Regions from separate parts of the Oryctolagus cuniculus genome. Here region 2 is linked to region 1. A link is a contact called in public Hi-C data. All regions are on one chromosome and are shown on one strand. Each heading gives the region's core, a stretch centred on a gene start, on an enhancer-like site or on the middle of the called end of the contact. The rest is flanking DNA. Distances are from core to core; before and after follow the strand shown. Region 1 holds the start of LOC100342906 (prothymosin alpha). Region 2 overlaps ITIH5 (inter-alpha-trypsin inhibitor heavy chain 5).

What was found. A called contact is a pair of places that touch in the nucleus more often than the background predicts.
Region 2: a contact with region 1 is called in a Hi-C map of an unstated tissue, with 4 times the contacts expected there. The contact joins the enhancer-like site here to the promoter of LOC100342906 in region 1. A contact is called at or near these places in 2 of 6 Hi-C or Micro-C datasets (skin fibroblasts and an unstated tissue).

What each region holds. Positions count from the first base shown.
Region 1 is chr13:75,630,027-75,635,055 of mOryCun1.1, forward strand. LOC100342906 (prothymosin alpha) reads left to right here and starts at 1,470. Exons shown (of 1, transcript XM_002717620.5): 1 at 1,470-2,429. The coding sequence starts at 1,562. The coding sequence ends at 1,894.
Region 2 is chr13:75,730,460-75,735,183 of mOryCun1.1, forward strand. The region is part of intron 8 of ITIH5 (inter-alpha-trypsin inhibitor heavy chain 5); the gene reads left to right. Among named protein-coding and RNA genes, the nearest start is that of ITIH5, 83 kb to the left of the region's middle. Within about 2 kb of position 2,097, at least 3 of the 8 cell types and tissues checked have an H3K27ac peak or open chromatin away from gene starts, as enhancers often do.

The sequences.
Region 1 (5,029 bases), core at 220-2,719:
TAATGTGAGTAGTAGGTGGGAGAATTGGATCAATGGCAGCAACCGCTATGTCTGGAATTTTTGTTACCTGAAATATAAATATCACAGGGGCCAGTGCTGTAGGGCAGCAAGGTCAGCCACCGTCTGAGACACTGATATCCTATTTCAGTGCTGGTTAGAGTCCCGGCTGAAGTATCTGGACCCTTGCCCCCAGATGGGAGATCCAAATGGCATTCCAGGCTCCTGTTTTTTTCTGGGGAGTGAACCTGTAGATGGACAATCCCTCTCTTTCACTCTCTCTGTAACTCTTTCAAATAAACAAATAAAATAAACCTTATAAAATAGATATCAGTGGCTGGTGGTGTAGCATAGTGGGTAAAGCTGCTGCCTGTAGTGCCAGCATTCCACATGGGTGCTAGTTCGAGTCCTGGCTGCTCCCCTTCTGATCCAGCTCTCTGTTATGGCTTGGGGAAGCAGTGGAAGATGGCCCAAGTGCTTGGGCTCCTGCACCGACGTGGGAGACTTGGAAGAAGCTTCTGGCTCCTGGCTTTTGCAGCCAATTAGGGAGTGAACCAGCAAATGGAAGACCTCTCTCTGTCTGCCTCTGCCTCCCTATATAATTCTGCCTTTCAAATAAATAAATAAATCTTTAAAAAATAAATATCAGAATGAAGTTGACACTGTCTATTGGGTATTCTGCTCCACGTTACTGAGCATATCATCTGATAGGATCAGAGTTTTAAAAAAATTATTATAGGAAAATTCAAAACACAAGTAAGAGAAAAAAAGATTAGCATGGAGTTTCCAGGATAACCACTTTAATAATCACCAACAATTTTTTAAAAACAGCTATTTATTTATTTGAAAGGCAGAGTTACAGAGAAGGAGACACACACACACACACACACACACTGAGAGAGAGAGAGAGGTCTTCCATCCACTAGTTCACTCCCCAAATGGCCACAATGGCTGGGGCTGGGCTGGGTTGAAGCCAGGAGCCCAGAGTGTCTTCCTGGTCTCCCACATGGGTGCAGAGGCCCAAGGACTTGGGCCATCCGCCACTGCTTTCCCAGGCACGTTAGCAGGGAGCCAGATTGGAAGTGGAGCTGCTGGGAACTGGTGCCCCTGTGGGATGCTGGGGGTCTCGGGCAGAGGCTTTCACCTGCTATACCACAACGCCAGCCCAGGTACTGACAACTTGGCCAACTTTTTTGTTCCTGGAGTAGTTTCAAACACATCACAGATATCAAGTCACTATACTCGCCATCACTGCAGGATGTGTTGATGCGCAGATACTATGAAGAACATCGCTTAGTGTGACCATGAAGCTTTATCACAGCTTACACAACTAACAATATCTTTGTAACAGTACCTGATACCTACTTCAAACTGCATTAGCTTTGTTTTTACAAGTAAAAAGATAATTCTGGCCCCCACTGGCTGCTCTGAAAAGCCATCTTTGCATTGTTCCGGGGCCCGGCTCCCCGCTCGCTGCAGCGGACTCCAGCAGCTTTGTCGCCAGAGCCCCCGAACGCCCGCTTTCTCTCGAGTCCGCTGCCTCGGATCCCCGGCGTGCCCCACCATGTCCGACGCGGCCGTGGACACCAGCTCCGAGATCACCACCAAGGACTTGAAGGAGAAGAAGGAAGTGGTGGAGGAGGCGGAGAATGGGAGAGACGCCCCCGCCAACGGCAACGCCAATGAGGAGAACGGGGAGCAGGAGGCGGACAACGAGGTAGACGAGGAAGAGGAGGAAGGTGGCGAGGAGGAAGAGGAGGAGGAAGAGGGCGATGGTGAGGAAGAGGACGGAGACGAAGACGAGGAGGCCGAGGCGGCTACAGGCAAGCGGGCAGCTGAGGATGACGAGGAGGACGACGTGGACACCAAGAAGCAGAAGACCGACGAGGATGACTAGACCGCAAGGCAGAAGGCACCCGTGAACCCGAGGCCCCGTGACCTTCCACCCTCACTCCCGTCTCCCCCAACGTGGTCACCTCCGAGTAGAGGCCGCCCGCGCCCCTGCGGACGCAGCGCTCACGCCCACAAACCCAGTGAATTCGCAACAGGGGAGGGACAGCACCAAACTCCAGGCCCTGCTTTCTTTCTTAAAAGTACTTTAAAAAGGAAAATTTGTTTGTATTTTTTATTTACATTTTATATTTTTGTACATATTGTTAGGGGTCAGCCATTTTTAATGATCTCGGATGACCAGACCAGCCTTCGAGCGTCCTCTGTCCTACTTCTGACTTTACTTGTGGTGTGACCATGTTCATTCTAATCTCAAAGGAGAAAAAAAACCTTGTAAAAAAAGCAAAAACGACAACAAAAAAAAATCTTATTCCGAGCATTCCAGTAACTTTTTTTGTGTATGTACTTAGCTGTACTATAAGTAGTTGGTTTGTATGAGATGGTTAAAAAGGCCAAAGATAAAAGGTTTCTTTTTTTCCTTTTTTTTTGTCTATGAAGTTGCTGTTTATTTTTTTTGGCCTGTTTGATGTATGTGTGAAACAATGTTGTCCAACAATAAACTGGAATTTTATTTTGCTGAGTTGTTCTAACAACAACAACAAAAAAGATAATTCTGGTACTAGTGTCAAAAGTCTATTCAAGAGGAGAAAAACCAGGGGCTGGCATTGCAGCATAGTGGGTTAGGCTGCTTCTTGGAATGTGTGTGTTCCGTATCAGAGCTCTGGTTCAAGTCCTGGCTGCTCTGTTTCCAATCTAGCTTCCTGCTAATGCAATGCATTATGGAAGGCAGCAGATGATGGCTGAGGTGCTTGGGGCCCTTGCCACTCATGTGGGAGACCTGAATGGAGTTCTGGGCTCCTCCTTCAGCCTCTCCCAGCCTTGTATGTGGAAGGTATTTGGGGAGGAGCCAGCGAATAGAAAATCTCTTTGTCTCTTTCTCTGTCACTCTGCCTTTCAAGTAGATGAAAATAAATAAACATTAATACAAAAAGAGGAGACAAATCAGAAGGGAAGCTAGTTAGGAGCTTTGTTGCTAAAAGTTTTTTTTTAAAGATTTATTTATTTATTTGGAAGTCAGAGTCACAGAGAGATAGGGACACACACACACACACAGAGAGAGAGAGAGAGAGAGAGAGAGAGAGAGAGAAAGAGAGAGAAAGTTTTCCACCCTTTGGTTTACTGCTCAAATGGCTGTAGATGCTGGGACTGGATCAGGCTGAAGACAGGAGCCCCGAGCTTCTTCCAGGTCTCCCATGTCGGTGCAGGGGCCCAAGCACTTGGGCCATCTTCCATTGCTTTTCCCAGGCCATTAGCAGGGAGTTGGATTGGAAGTGGAGCAGCCAGGACAAGAACCAACACTCATATGGGATGCTGGCGTTGCAGATGGTGGCTTAACTCGCTACACGACAGTGCCCACTCTATTAAGAGTTTTAGTTTAAAGTTTGGCAATGAGCAAGGGATGGTGGAAAAGCCAGAAGAAACCAAGATCGGATGGGAGGGAGTCTTAAGGATGAGGCATCAAAAAAGAAAAAAGGAAGGGGATGACAGGAAAATTGAATAAATTTCACTAGAAATTTAAACCAATGACAATTTATACACAATCAGTTGGTACATAACTTAGGGAGCGACATTGAAGAGGAGCTTGTAATGTCACAGATTTTATAAACTGGCAGTAAGCAAATGCATGTGTTGGGGGCATTCACATATATGTGTACGCACACACATGCTCAAATTCTGAGGGTTCAAGCCATCTTCGGGGAAGAAGAAGAAAAGCAGAATGAGCTGCCTTAGGCCATCACTGACCAGGCATGTGAGCTCCGGCAGGTTCGCACCCTTCTCTCTGCCTTCGTTTCCTTATCTCTGATGGAGGGACAACAGAGCATCTCCCTTGTTCAGCTGTTAAGAGCGTTAAATGAGTTAATATACGTGAGGCACTTACAACAGTGCCTCTCAAGTGAGGAAAATAAATGTTCACTTTTATCAGCATGTCGACTCTGGCCGCCTTTATTCTGCATTGGTCACGTAATTGATGCTTACATTTAATTTTTATCACAGTGCTTGAATGCAGCCATATAGACTTTTATGATGACCCTAACTCTTAAGAACTAACCCAGTCAACAGGTGTTTGAGACATTCTAGCAGGATTATATGTTTGCTTTGGGGACCTTCAGGTGCAAATGTCTCCAAGAATTTAGAAAAATCTAGAAGCTCGTATTTGAAGATTTCATTCTGCCGAAGAATGAAGAATTCTTTACTTTATATGAAGACTTTTCAGATCCTGCAGCAAAGCTCCTTACTGGCTGTCGCAACCCTGCAACTCCCAGAGCTAAATCATCAGAATGTCTCAGAAAACATACACCTGTTTTTTTTTTTTTTAATTCAGATGTGTTATTTATTTGAGAGAGAGAGAGAGAGAGAGAGAGAGAGAGAGAGAATTTTCTATCTGCTGCTTCACTCCCAAATGGATGCAACAGCTGGGACTGAGCCTGGAGTTAGGAACTCCAATCAGGTCTCCCAGTTGAGTGGCAATGACCCAGGTGCCACCATCTGCTGCTTCCCAGGAGCATTGGCAGGGAGTTGAAATGGAAGTGTAGTAGCTGGGACTTGAACCTGACACTCTGATATGGGATATAGGTATCCCAAGTGGCAGCTTAACCCACTGCTCCAGAACGCTTACTGCTCATGTGATGTTCTGATACACGCATACATTGTGTAGTGTCCAAGCAAGGTAAACATATCTAGCTCCTCAAAGAGTTAACATTTCTTTATGATGATAGCTTTTAAAATTCTATCTCCTTGGTATTTTTTTTTCAATAGACAAAGATAGCAGTACCTGGACTCTCTCTATATAGTCACCCTATGGTGCAATAGAACCCTAGAAATTATTGCTCCTATCTGACTACAATGTAGCACCCCCTAATCAACCTTTTCCCACCTTTTCCTTGCCACTGGCTTCTCAGCCTCTGGTAGTTACCATTGTATTCTACAGAGTCACTTTTGTTGCAAAGTTTTAATTCCAATTTACCTTAAATATTAGCGGGAAAGCTGACTTTAGCTTTTTAAAATTTATTTGACAGAGTTA
Region 2 (4,724 bases), core at 847-3,346, 100 kb after region 1:
GTTGCTTTGGCACAGTGTCATAGGGAAGACAGAGAGGAAGGGAAGGAACGATTCTATCCCTTATTCCTGATACTGCTTAATGCAGGACACTCCCTTCCCTGGGAGTGAAGAATGGGATGGTGACTGCGTATCTGGAGCTCAGCTCTTCTGTCTAAAGGCACCATTAGACAAGACTCTATAATTTCCCTTCCTGATGACCCACTAGAACAAGAAAGACTACTGCTAACAATGTGGCATGGATGAAGAATCTGCAGGAGAGAATTTAATTTATTTGTGTCCCGCTTTGTGCCTGGAAGAATTTAAATGAAGAGAGATTAAAAGACTGACTTAATAGTAAACCTAAGGCAGAGCTGGAATGAACTTCCAAGACACTGTTTTTAAAAGAAATACTTCTTTTCTCCACTTAATCCAAGGAAAGTACATATAAGAAGAGGAATTCATCACCATAAGCTAGTTTTAAGCAGAGAACAATCCCTATCTTTTGAGATTCTAAATAGCTGGGATTAGAAGGAACCTTGTCCAAGATCTGCTCCGGGGCCAAGGTACTTCTTCAGTACCCAAATAATAAGAAATACACCCTTCTCATGTATCCTTGTGTTGGTGTACCTTTTCTCTCTCCTTCCAAACACAATCTGGAATTTTTTAAAGCTGTCTTATGACTACATATAAGGAGCACTGTTTGCAGATTGTATCAGTAGAGAGTAGATAGATTCCCATCGGCCATGGGTGAGTGCCCCCAGGACTGGGCACACAGTCCAGAGGGGAAACACACTGTGCTTCTTCTGGCTTGTAGATCTCTTTAAGAATCCTGTTTTCCTTCTCAGCAAGGCCCCTCATGCCAGACTAATTTTTGTTTCCATAGGCACGTGGTTTGATCTTCCTGCCTCTTCACAATTGCCTACTGTGCCGGAGACTTATTAACTCCTCTGTCTAGGAACAAAAAGACAAGAGAGGATGATGATTTGTTGGAACTGTTCCTATGGTCCTCAAGAACAAATGTAATTTTCTGATATCAAAATTTAGTCCCTCTCACTGATCAGACCTATGCCCACAAGTGTGTCCATCTCCACTGAAACTCAGTGCAATACTTAATTTTGCATACAAAATAACACATCATTAATTTTATGTGTCTATGGCCAATGAAAACATTTTTAGTCTTCTATGATCACCTATGCAAAAACAAACAAACAAAAAACAAAAAAACAATTTGGGGGCATCATTGCTTTGTCTAAGTAGTGTGTGTGGGATTCCTTGTTTCTAGTATGTAAGGCCACTAGAGGGAGCCTTGGGGATAGGGGAAAAAGTCCCAGGTGTATGGCTTCCTGGGGTATGCTCAAGCTTAATTGGGAAAGGGCATTGAGGGTAAGTGGCCCACCTGCCTGTACTGGAAATGTCTAAGGCTCTTGTTGGTTGTGATTCTGTGATCTCAGGTTTGGGGGCAACGCGTTAAAGGGGGTCTAATGCAACCTCTCCCATGATGCCCCTCTGCTTCAGGGCAGTTCAGGTCTTCAGAGTAGTTGGGTTACACATCCACTGCCTCTCTGCACTTCCTCTGATCTTTCTGGAATGTGCTTACTCCATCCTCTGGACTGTACTCTAGGACAACGTCTGAGTAGTTTCTGTTAATCTTGGCACATAAACACAGTGTGCAGGAAGATCAGCAGGAGCTCCCTCTCCTCCACTCTGGTGCGTGGACACTCGCCTTCCACATTCCTCTGAAGCCCTGGACAGAAGGCAGAGCTCTGGGGCTGAGCAGTCCGTGGAGGGGCAGGGAAGAGCAAGTCAAGAGTTAACAAGGAGAAGGAGGGAGGGAGGGAGGGAAGGAGGGAAAGTGGGGGAAGCGGGGAGGGAGGGAATATCATTATGTTCTTAGAATTGTATCTACAGATAACATTGAATCTGATAAAAACGAACTAAAATTAAAAATTTAAAAAAGGAGTTAATAGAGGGTGGAGACAGCGACAGCAGCAGCAACTTCTGCCTGGGTCCCTCTGGGATCAGGGGTAGGAGGCCATCCAAATGGCTCTAATGCAATGGGAAATGGAGCAAGTGAGAGCCTGCCTTCCCTCAGTGCACACGAGGATAAGTCACAGTGGAGGCCTTACAAGGTCATAAGGAACCTGGAGTCGCTGAGCCGAGGGGAGGAGGGGTAGAGGCTTGAACAACCATTCCCAAAGCTGAATGTCCATCACGACGGGGGAAACACCAGCAGAGGAGCCTGGCTGGTTCTTCTCCAGGTCTGTTGCACGCTATTTAAGGCTCCCTAAAGAGGCCAGCTGCTGACTACAAAGCAGTCTCTGACAAAGGCCCCCTTCCTCAGCCCCACCCCGGGCAGCCCAGCCAGCTCTGGGTCCCAGCAGAGCCTCAGAGCAGGGTTCCAGGAAGTGCTGCCTCACAGCCAGCTTCTGCTGCGTGCCCCTGTCCACCGCGTCCTGAGACCTCCTGGAATCTGCACATTTTGCCAAGGGGTGAGACTGAGTGCACCTGATGCTCTCGCAGGACAATGCTCTCGCAGGAGCTTGTTGGCTCTAAGTGGAAGGAAGAGCCAGGAGCCCAGTGCTGCTGGATCCCTGGCTGAGGCTGCCTGGGGCCACACTGGAGCTCCCAACCGGCATCTGCTGAGTGCACTGAGCTGAGTTATTGGTGGATCACTGCTGTCACTATGAACTTCCTGCATGCTCTCCGTCTGGGGGAAGTATCTCAGGGTCTAAGGACCCAGCTGTGTTGTCCTCATGTTCCTTGCCTGCACCAACAGACCCCTACCCCCTTTCTCTGTCTCTCTTGGAGTCTTTGTACTCTCTCTCTCTGTTTCTCTTCTCTATCTTTATTTCTGTTTCAGGAAATTGCGAGAAGCCAGAGGACAGCTGGTTTTTTTGTTTGTTTGTTTTGACAGGCAGAGTGGACAGTGAGAGAGAGAGAGACAGGGAGAAAGGTCTTCCTTTTGCCGTTGGTTCACCCCCCAAATGGCTGCTGCGGCCGGAGTTATGCCAATCCAAAGCCAGGAGCCAGGTGCTTCCTCCTGGTCTCCCATGCGGGCGCAGGGCCCAAGGACTTGGGCCATCCAGAGGACAGCTGTTTTGAGGAGCATCCTAGCTGGTGGGACAGATGGGCAATTTATTTTCCACTCACTTATTCAGGAGACATTTATCCAGCATTTCTTCCAGGCCATGCACTGCTGGGTATTATATATGGAATGACTGACAAAACAGAAAAAAAAAATCCCTGAGCTCAGAAGCATAGACGTGAGATGGACAGATGAGTGAATGCACAGAGAAGTGTATTTTTAATCAATATTTTGATTCAAAGAACAGGGGACCCATGACATAGAGAAAGAACCCAGAGGGGTGGGGAGACAAGGATGGGCTCCCTTGGAATATAAAGGTGGACTCGGATCTCAAGGGTGAGAGGGAAGCAGCTTCCGTGTAGGTTGTGAAGGAGTATTTCAGGGACATGAAACAGCAGAAGCAGAACTCCTGAGATGGGAAAACACGTGAAGTGGCAAGGCGAAGACAACACGGAAGTGCCACAGTGGATGTGTGCATCCGGTGCGGAGGGCAGAGGATGGAGCTGGTACCTGTCTTCATGGCCGAGTTAGGGATGGCTTCACCAAGGAGGGCATATGTCAGACAGGTCCTGAAGGACAAAACCATCGTTGAGTAGCTGGAGAAGAGGGGAAAGAGGGCAGAGCAGTTTGTGCAAAGGCAGGGGATCAGGAAAAAGCATGATGTGTCAAGGCACAGTGGGGAAACCAGACTTCAGAGTCTGTAGTGGGAGTGGAAATAGCAGAGAATAAAAGCTGGAACAATAGATGGGGACTATTAATGTTACGGGGGAGTTTGTGTCTAAAAAGAGAGCTTAAACTTTATGCTGAGGGCAGTGGAAGGAGGTTGAAAATCTAACTCTGGCAGCAACAGAACACATTGTCCTTCCAAAAGTACAAGCCCTTTGTCACTCCAATCCCATGTAAGGGAATTCACCTTAAGGAGATGGTGAACACAAATATGTGAATGATGAGCTTCATGGCAGCGCTGCTGAAGCATTCAGAAATATTAAAGTTAGGCATGTGTATGCAGCAAAATATCGTGCTACCACTAAAATGGTGTGGACATGAAGGTACTCTAAATGACTGGTGGGCAATAGGATTAGAAGATAAGTATATTTTGGTGTAAAAAATTATGATATCCATGCAATTTTTTCATAAGTATATTTTCTATTAACTTTTGAATATCCTTGCACATTTATCTATTGACATGAGAACTGTACACGATAAACAAAAACTTTATAGCATGATATATTTATGATCCCCTTTCCTTTAAAATCACACACAGGCACACACAGGTACCCATGTATACACACACAATACACATGCACATGTATCTATCCACATTTGCAAAGAAAGTTTCTGAAGGGGTATGTGGTATATCAGCATTTTAATAGTAGTTGTCTCTGGCTGGGTGGGATTTTGTGAGTTTATCTTCTGACCTTATAAAAATAATATTTTTATACTAACAAATATAGCAAAGATTATGACCACAGGGATATTTTGAAGAGGAATTAGAATTCTATGGTTGGGTGCTAAAGGATCAGAGGGTTAGAAATGGGGCAGAAAGAAGACTGGACATGGTGTGCAGGTTTCTGACTTGAACTCCTGCAGCAAGGAGAGTCAGGTTTTGGTCAGAGAATAAAGTTTCCAGTTTTCAGTGTGTTGAATCTGTAGGACATGG